Regions from separate parts of the Sus scrofa genome. Here region 1 is linked to region 2. Evidence: chromatin contacts called from public Hi-C data. All regions are on one chromosome and are shown on one strand. The core of a region is the stretch at or near the end of the contact, and the rest is flanking DNA. Distances in the headings are between cores, read along the strand shown.

Region 1 (4,322 bases), core at 657-3,156, 110 kb before region 2:
GGCCCAGTGCCACGCTGTCCTGGCATGGCAGACTAGCATCCCGCTTGGGGTGCCCCTTGGACTTGGGGGGATAGGGGACCCTTGTCCTCCCAGTCCCACTCACCCCCAGGCTATCACAGAAGCTGATAACCCCCAACCCTGGAAGCAGAGATCTGGGGGAGTGTCTGGGGGCAGTCAGCCAACAGGGAAGGGGTTTCTGCTTTCTGCTTTCAAGTCTACTTTGGAGGGCTCCCCAGCCTATCCCCCACCCCAGGGAAGTTTTGGAGAATGGCCAGGGGACAGGGGTGGCTGGGCAGGGGGAGGAGAGGGAGAGGCAGTGACTAAAGACTGGATTCTAGTCTTTAGTACCTGGGACTGTTGCTTTCCCTTTATGGGACTCAGTTTCTCCATCTGCAAAATGGGAGGCTTCTCTCCCTGCTTTGGGCCATGTCAGCATCACCACGCTGCGATGTCACAGTGTAGTCACTGCCTCTTTGCGGAGCCTCTTCACCTGATCAAGGGCGGAAACCGCCCTTCTCTGCACTGAGGCCGTCCTAGCGCAGGTTACAGGGGTTTCCACTGTTTACCTAGGGCCAAGTCCATCCACAGCCGACTTCTGAGGCTCCGAGAAGAGCTGGAAACAATCCAGCCCCAGATTGGTCAGTTTCCCAATCCTCTTGCCTGGGTGCGCCTTGGGGATCCTGGGAGGGAAATGACTGCTCCAAGATCCCACAGTTGGCCACGCTGAGCTGGCTCTGGACCCCTGTTCTTCCCTAAAACCACCCAGAGCTGAGTTCATTCGTCTGCACATTTTTCTGCAAACGGCCTCTGGTTTCAGACCCATGAGAGCGGAGCATTCTGGGAAGGAGCCAGGACAGGGCAGCTCCACAGGGGTCTGCTCAGAAACCTCCTCTCCTGGAATTCCCGGTGTGGCTCAGTAGGTTAAGAGCCTGACTAGTATCCATGAGAATTCGGGTTTGATCCCTGGCCTTGCTCAATGGGTTAAGGACCTGGCGTAGGTTGCAGATATGGCTTGGATCCTGCCTTGCTGTGGCGGTGGCTGTGGCACAAGCTGGCAGCTGCAGCTTTGATTCGAACCCTAGTCTGGGAACTTCCATGTGCTGCAGGTGGGGCCCCAAAAAAAGAAAGAAAGAAAGAAAGAAAAAGAGAGGGAGGGAGGGAGGAAGAAAGAAAGAAAACTTCTCTCCTTGGGAAGCCAGGCACCCTGGAGCAGGTGAGCCCCGGCACTGGCCCTGTGCCCTCTTAGCTGCCCTCTGCCCTTGGGGAATGGAGGCACCCCACAGGGACGATGGGGGAAGGGCAGGAGGACACACCTGGGGCCAAGCCTGGGGCGCCAGAGTCTGGACTCCCTCCCTCCTTTCCTGCAGCTCGAGGGCCACCCCAAGCCCTCTGCTGGTTCCTAGAGACCCCCCAGAGGGGTCTCCCTCCGCGGCTCTTCACGCGGTTCAGAAGCTGATTCCAAGAGACCCGAACGCTCCCAGGATTCTGAGGTTCAAATTTTCCCTTCTGTGACCATTCTCTCTGTCCAGCCTTGGGAGTATTAGGCCGAGAAAGCCCCATTCTGTCATCTGCTCTTGCCTGGGGCTTTCCCGTCAGAGGGCAGCCAGGGCCCTGCTGCCAACAACGCCACCTTCCCCACCCCCTTGTCCCTCCGAAAGCTTGGACTCCCCCCCAAAGCCATCTTCTCCACTTGCCCTGCATCCCTTCCGCCTCCTGCCGGCTCTCCCTGTCTGGCTGTCCTGTGTGTGTCCTGACATCTGTCTGTCTGAGGGACAGTAAGAGGAAAAGGCTGGAACCCCACCCTGCTGGGTCCTCTGTGCTGGGAAATCACCTCCATTGTGGAGCTTGGGAGCCAAGGAGTACGGGTCAGGGTGGGGGGTGTATTGTGTTTGGAGAACGTGTGTCATGATCATGTGTGTGTGAAATGCTTGCTGAGAAAAAGGATGATAAACTGACACAGTGGAATAGTATGCAGTCATTACACATGACATCTTGCAAGAATAGGGAGGGATAAGGGGAATTCCCGTCGTGGCACAGCGGAAACAAATCTGAATAGGAACCATGAGGTTGCAGGTTCGATCCCTGGCCTTGCTCAGTGGCTTAAGGATCCAGCACGGCCATGAGCTGTGGTGTAGGTCACAGACGTGGCTCAGATCTGGCATTGCTGTGACTGTGGTGAGGGCGGCAGGCGTAGCCTGGGAACCACTATATGCCATGGGTGTGGCTCTAAAAAGACAAAAGCAAAAAAAAGGAATAGTGATGACATAAGAAATGATTGCAATATAAGATTTACTAAAGAGAAAAAAATGGGGACCCAGAGAGAAAAGTTGAAGTGAATGTGCCTCCATTGCTAACAGTGATTATCTCTAGGTTGCTAGACGATGCGCAATCTTGTCTTTCACTGATACCCTTGCATATTTTCTTTTCTTTTTGCTTTTTTTAGGGCCACACCTGCGGCATATGAAGTTCCCAGGCTAGGGGTCCAATCAGAGCTGCCGCTGCTGGCCTACACCACAGCCACCGCAACATGGGATCTGAGCCGCATCTGTGATCTACACTGCAGCTTGCCACAACTCCGGATCCTTAAACTCTTGAGCGAGGCCAGGGATCGAACCTGCCTCCTCGTGGATACTAGTCGGGTCCATAACCCGCTGAGCCACACTTTGCCCTTTTTCAGTGTTTTCTGCTAGGAACATGCGTTCGGTTTACAACCAGAAAAAGGTAACTAAAGGTGATAAAAAAAAACACATTAAGGATGAACTAGAAAGTAAATAAACATGATTTCAAATAAAAGACACCGAGGCCTGCTGGAAAATCTTGAACGTGAACCTAAGCCAAATGTCCAACTCAGCTCTCCCAACAGTGAGCACCTACTGCATGCTGAGGCTGGGCGGAGTGTGGGATTACAGAAACACCCAAGACACAGCCCTCCCTCCCTGGCCAGGGCACTGGCCGTCCACCGGGGAGGTGGGACAGTTACCAGTCACAGATAACGCTGACGCAGGTGGAATGCAATTCCCCTCCAGAGGCCCCCAGACCAAGAGAGAGATGGGGGATTCCGGAGGGCTTCATGGAGGAGGTGATGGTTCCCAGGAGGGCTTTAGCGAGGGCGAGCGGTAACCGGGAAGTGCAACGGGCAGAGGGGGTGGTTAGGGGACCTGCCCCTTGTTTGGAACATTGATTAACGACAGAGCAAGAGTGACAAACACTGCGCTCACTAGAGGCCTGCTGTGCTGGGTGGAGAGAGACACCGAAGCTGAGCGGGCACTCAGGGAGAAAGAATGCAAAGACAGATCAGCGATTCCTTCCCTCGAGAAACGCGTTTATCTATGCTAAGCATCTACTCTGTGCCACGCCTTTCCATCCCCAGACTCCCTTCCGTTCAGGTGGAGAGAATAGAGGGGAGAGGACTGAATTAAGGAGTAAAGTGTATCCGCCGCCGCCAGATGGTAAGAGGCGCTCTGAGGAGAGACGAGGCCAGGTGGGGAGCTGGGTGGTCTTCTGTGCGGCGCTGAGGGAAGATCTCAGCGGGTGGCCTTCGATGTGGGACCGGAGGAGGCGGGTCTGGAGGAGGGGGCTTCTGGTGGGAGCGGGGAGATGGCAAAGGCGGACCCCAGGGGAGCACGGGGAGGCGAAATCCATGGGGGCGCTTTCACTGGGAGTGAGAGTGGGGGCCACTGGGGCTGTTGAGCGAAGAAGTGAGTGGTCTGATTTATAGGGTAATAACCCACCCTGGCTGCAGCCTGAGGGGCGGGGGACAGTCAGGGCTGGGGGTTGGGGGGCCAGGAAGTGGTGAGGAGGATGGGGACCTGCGCGTGTGTGCAGGCGGAGCTGACCGTGTCTGCCCCTGGAGACAGGGACAAGCAAAGAAAAGGGAAGGCTGCTTGCCAGGTGGGTTGGGACCGGCGGGAGCAGGGCAGCAGGTGCCACTGAGATGCACAGGGATAAATCGGAGCCATTCACGGAGAGCAATGGAAGGGCAGTCAGATCTGGGAGCCTGATGTTCGGGTCCAAGCTGGGGACACACGTGTGGGTGCCATTGGCTTGTGGGTGATCATTAAGCCATGAGACAGGATGTGATGGCCCTGGGGATGGTGTCATCAAAGAAGAGCTCTAAGGATCGAGCCCTGAGCTTCCTCCAACGTTTAGAAGTCGGAGAGATGCGATGAGGAGGGACCAGTGGAGGTGGGGGAGGGGCGCCCGGCAGATGGAGGTGGGTGGGGACACGACACAGTTCCTGCAGAGCCGTGGGGCAAGCCTGATGGGAAAGAGGGGGTTCAGGGAAGAACAGGGCAGAGGAAGTTAAGATGGCAAGTTGAGAC
Region 2 (4,516 bases), core at 156-2,655:
TTTTTTATTACTCGCTGGGCATTTCACCCGAGCACACTAAGCCCCTAGCACTGTGATCATCAGAAAAGCTCAAAATAGGAGTTCCTGTTGTGGCTTAGCGGTAGTGAACCCAAATAGTATCCATGAGGACACGGGTTCGATCCCTGGCCTCACTCATTGGGTCAAGGATCCAGTGTTGCCATGAACTGTGGTGTAGGTCGCAGACGTGGCTCAGATCCTGCGTTGATGTGCCTGTGGCATGGGCCGGCAGCTACAGCTCCGATTTGACCCCTAGCCTGGGAACTTCCCTATGCCACGGGAGAGGCCCTAAAAAGCAAAAAAGAAGAAAAAGAAGAAAAAAGAGAAAAGCTCAAAATAAAGTGTTGCCTAGGACCAAAGTCCCCAGACACTGGAGTAACAGAGACGTGGGCTCAGATCCTGGCTCTCCCTGGCCACAAGGCTCTCCCTCACCCACAGGCCCTCTCTGGACCTCAGTTTTCTCATCTGTAAAATGGGGATCATGAAGCCACCCAGCACAAGGGGTCTGGGAGGATGAAATGGATGGGCAGGCAGGCAGGGTGCTGGCAGGACGGTGACATCGTGGGCTTCCAGAGAAGAAATCCTGGGAAGGGACCACTCTGAGCTGCGGGCAGACGAGATGTGAAGTGACAGGAGAGAGACAACCGTCGCGCAGTGACCATCCCCAGAGCCAAGGGGTGAGGAGGCGAGGGGGCCTGAAGGCCAATGAGGGGGAGGCTGAGAACCTACAGCCATGGTGGACCCAGCTGGCACCAAGGAGGAGAGCCAGGGACAAAGACCCCCCCCCTCCTCCAGCCCTCTCATCCACCAGTGCCTCCCTCCAGGTGAAGCTACTAGAAGCTGCTGAGGAGGAGACCCATGGCCCCAAGAACCCACCGGGTGGGGCTGCGGATGGGCAGGAATAGCAGAGCAGAGAAAGGCCTGGAGGCAGTGAGCAGAAAAGACTCCGAATAGCGTGAAAATGGCTTCACCAGCAAATGAGGCCTGAACCAGGCTTTGTTCTGGGCCTGGGCGACAGAGTGGTGACCAAGACAAAGTCCATGCTCCACGAAGGGGAGCGAGGGAGACAATTGGGCCCCAAGAGCTGTTTGTTTGTTTGTTTAATTTTTTTAGAGCCACACCTGCAGCATTTAGAAGTTCCCAGGCTAGGGGTCAAATCGGAGCTGTAGCCACTGGCCTACGCCACAGCCACAACAACACAGGATCCGAGCCGCGTCTGCGACCTACACCACAGCTCACAGCAACACCGGATCCGTAACCCACTGAGCGGGGCCAAGGATCGAACCCAGGTCCTCATGGGTACTAGTCTGGTTTGTTACCGCTGAGTCACAACAGGAACTCCCGCTGTTTTAACAGGAGGAAGTCTCTGTGGGGCAAGCAGAAACCATGCGGATAGGGAAGTGAGGCCTAGAGGGGAGGCAAGGACTTGCCCAAGGCCACCCAGCAAGTCAGTGACATAGGGAGCCCCCAGCCTCCCCACCACTGCCCCAAGGCCCAGGAGGCTGCTCGGCCTTCCAGGAGGTGGGGACCCAGGAATTCCCAGGCTGCCAGTGCCTCCCTTGGCCTTCCGCTCCCTCAGCCATTCTGGGCTCTAAACCTACTGTAGCAGGGTGGGCACCACGGGCGAGGGACACACCCTCCCCACCGTGGGGGAGCAAGCCACGAGGGAGGGAGCCACGTGCTTGCATTCCCAGACAGGCGGGCACATTCCTGCTGGGGAGCCACTGTGCCACCCGCCCCGCTCCCCGGCACACAGTGCCATTGTCTGCCCCAGACACTTTGAGCAGCCGCTGCGCCCGGCCTCTCACCCCGCCCCACACCCGCCTGTTGCCAGGTGGGACCCCGCAAGCAGAGCACCGCTGTCCCCGCCCGTAAGGGCTCCCCTGCCCTCTGTCTTGGAACCAAGCAAGGATCAGAGAGGAGAGGGGTCTTGCCCCCAGGTCACACAGACCAAAATCCAAATCCCTGGATCCCGAGTTCATCACTCTTCCTTGAGGACGCCTCCCTTAACCCCTGGACACCACAGCTCACGGCTCCTCCCACAGGCCAGGGCTGCGCGGGCCCCATACGCCCCGGCTCATCTGGCCCTGCCCGAGTGGGAATACCCCCATTTTACAGGCCGGGCAGCCAGCTCGGGGAGGCAGGAGTTTGCCAAGACCACCCAGCGAGCGGCAACAGAGATGAGACCTGGCCCAGGTCAGGAGCCCTGGCCCATACCCTCCTGCGGGAACAGCTCTAAGAAGCATCCAAGGGGGAAGTGCCCAAGCCCAGCCTCCCAGCGAGGTTAGGAGCCCGACACCCAAAGGCAGGGCGGCCTGGGAGGGACTGTTCGCTCGCCCGTCACACGTGTCCCCAGCCCACGTCCCAGGCATGCTGGGAGCTGGGCTGCGGGGTGAGGGCTCAGGGCTGCCCCACCCTGGGGGAGATGGGAGCCCCTTTGGGAGAAAACAAGAGATGCAGATCGGGTCAGATAATAAGTACTCACGGGGCAGTACGACTGGGGCTGCCTGTCTGAAATATCAACCCCTAGGAGTTCCCTGGTGGCAGAGCGGGTTAAGGATCCTGTGTTGTCACTGCAGTGTCTCCAGTCACTGCTGTGGTGAGGGTTTGATTCCTGGCCTGGGAACTTCCACATGCTGCAGGGATGGCCCCCCAAAATATATATATTTATGTATATAAATATATAATTATATATATATTATAGAATTAATATAAATATTTAAATAAATATATATATCCCCCCCAAACATATCAGCTTCCAATATCGACCCCTAAAATGACAACTTCCGATCCTTGTCCCGCGTTTCTGTTTCTGCTCGGGTCACTCACCAACCTCTTCTACCCCCTGCGGTAGAGCTCAGTGTCCTTCTTTGCTTCCTGAGAGTTCTGCACATGCTGTCCTCCCCGGACCCCTTCAGAAAGCCTCGAAGCCCCCGTCCCTCACGTCCTTTGGAGCTCATCTCGCTGACCTTTCATCCTTGGCTTCCTAGCTCTTCCCGCTCTGATTTATCAGTTTTACTTGTTTTCCTGCTAGGTCGGAGTTGGGATTTTCCCTCCTCCTGCAGGAAGGAGGATCAGTACTGCAAAACCAGCTCTAAGAACAAGACACAGGACTTCCTGTCGTGGCTCAGCGGAAATGAATCTGACTAGCATCCATGAGGATGCAGGTTCGATTCCTGGCCCCGCTCAGTGGGTTAAGGATCTGGCGTTGCCGTGAGCTGTGGTGTAGGTTGCAGATGCAGCTCGGATCTGGTGTTGCTGTGGCATACGCTGCCAGCTATAGCTCCAATTTGACCCCTAGCCTGGGAACCTCCATATGCTGAGGGTGGCCCTAAAAAGACAAAAAAAAAAAAAAAAAAGACACAGATCACTTCCGGCCCCCAGAAGCATCCTCATGTCCCTCTGGTCAGTCCCCAGCCCAAGAGGAACCATCCACCTGCTCATGACCTTTACGCGGCACAGGCCTCCTTCAAGCCCCAGATTTTGCCCCGCCCCTGCCCCCGCGCCCTGTATGTGTCTGTGCAGCTGTCTGTGGGCAGCAAGGGGGACCAGGGGGTTTGGGCTTAGCTTGAGCAACTAGGCGAGCAAGGGTGCCTTTTACTGAGCTGAGGAGGCCAGAGAGGAACAGGCTTGGGGTCCAGAGCTGTTTCAGGCCGTGGGAGTGGAGGAGGCGGCCAGGCCTGGGCCTGGGTCAGACAACACAGGCTCACCATGCCATTACAGCCTGAGAGTAGGGAATGTTCAAATGGGCCCTCCTATCATGGGAGGCACGCCTCTCTGCCACACACGCAGGGCCACCTGCTCGGGGTCAGGCCTCCCACCCACTTCCCCACTGGGAGACCCGGTTTGGAAAATCCTACTTCAGAAGAGGAGTTCAGGCCCCGCAAGGGAGAGTGACTCACCCAGGATCACACAGCTGGTTAGGGTTCAGCCAGACTCCTTGCTCGGCCCTGGAGTCTGCTGCCTGGCCCTCTAGGTGTGCCCGATCGACTGGGAGTGGCCAGTTCCCACTTAGGATCTAGCCCACAGGGAGGCTCTGGGTTAATGGAGAGGTGTTCAGAGTAGCAGCGTAACCCAGGAAGGCTCCCTGTAGGAAGCAGGCCTGGTATCGGGCCAGAGGAGCCGGTGGCGGGTAACCCCCACCTGAGGTCATCATCTTCCCAGCAGTGATGTCACCGCTCTGGCCCACACAGCTGGAGGACGAGGCTCGCTAAAGCAGGGCCAGGTAGGCAGCTCTACATCACCAGCCCCGAGGCCAACAGGGCACAACAGCCAAAGCCCCGGAAGCTGACTACCCCCCATGAGCCTTGGACACCAGAGCAGGGAAGATGCCCACCGCCTCTGGTCCAGAAGCCTCATTTTGAGACAAGGAGACGGAGGCCTGGAGAGGGCAGCATCTCTGCCAAGGTCACACAGCAGGTGAGGGGCAGATCCTGGGAGGAACCCAGCCCTCCTGCCTCCCAGCACAGGGCTACGTCCTCTGAGTATGTTCCTGGGA

What was found. Hi-C and Micro-C count contacts between places; a contact is called where the count stands out from the background.
Region 1: a Hi-C map of alveolar macrophages shows a contact between it and region 2, with 2.8 times the contacts expected there. A contact is called at or near these places in 2 of 5 promoter capture datasets (fetal liver and fetal skeletal muscle), 27 of 47 Hi-C or Micro-C datasets (adipose tissue, alveolar macrophages, blood and 15 more) and 2 of 2 datasets of targeted methods (alveolar macrophages and skeletal muscle).

What each region holds. Positions count from the first base shown.
Region 1 is chr5:9,048,370-9,052,691 of Sscrofa11.1, reverse strand. The region is part of intron 2 of LOC110260643 (a long non-coding RNA gene); the gene reads left to right. Among named protein-coding and RNA genes, the nearest start is that of CBX7, 20 kb to the left of the region's middle.
Region 2 is chr5:8,940,705-8,945,220 of Sscrofa11.1, reverse strand. No RefSeq gene overlaps it. Among named protein-coding and RNA genes, the nearest start is that of RPL3, 20 kb to the right of the region's middle.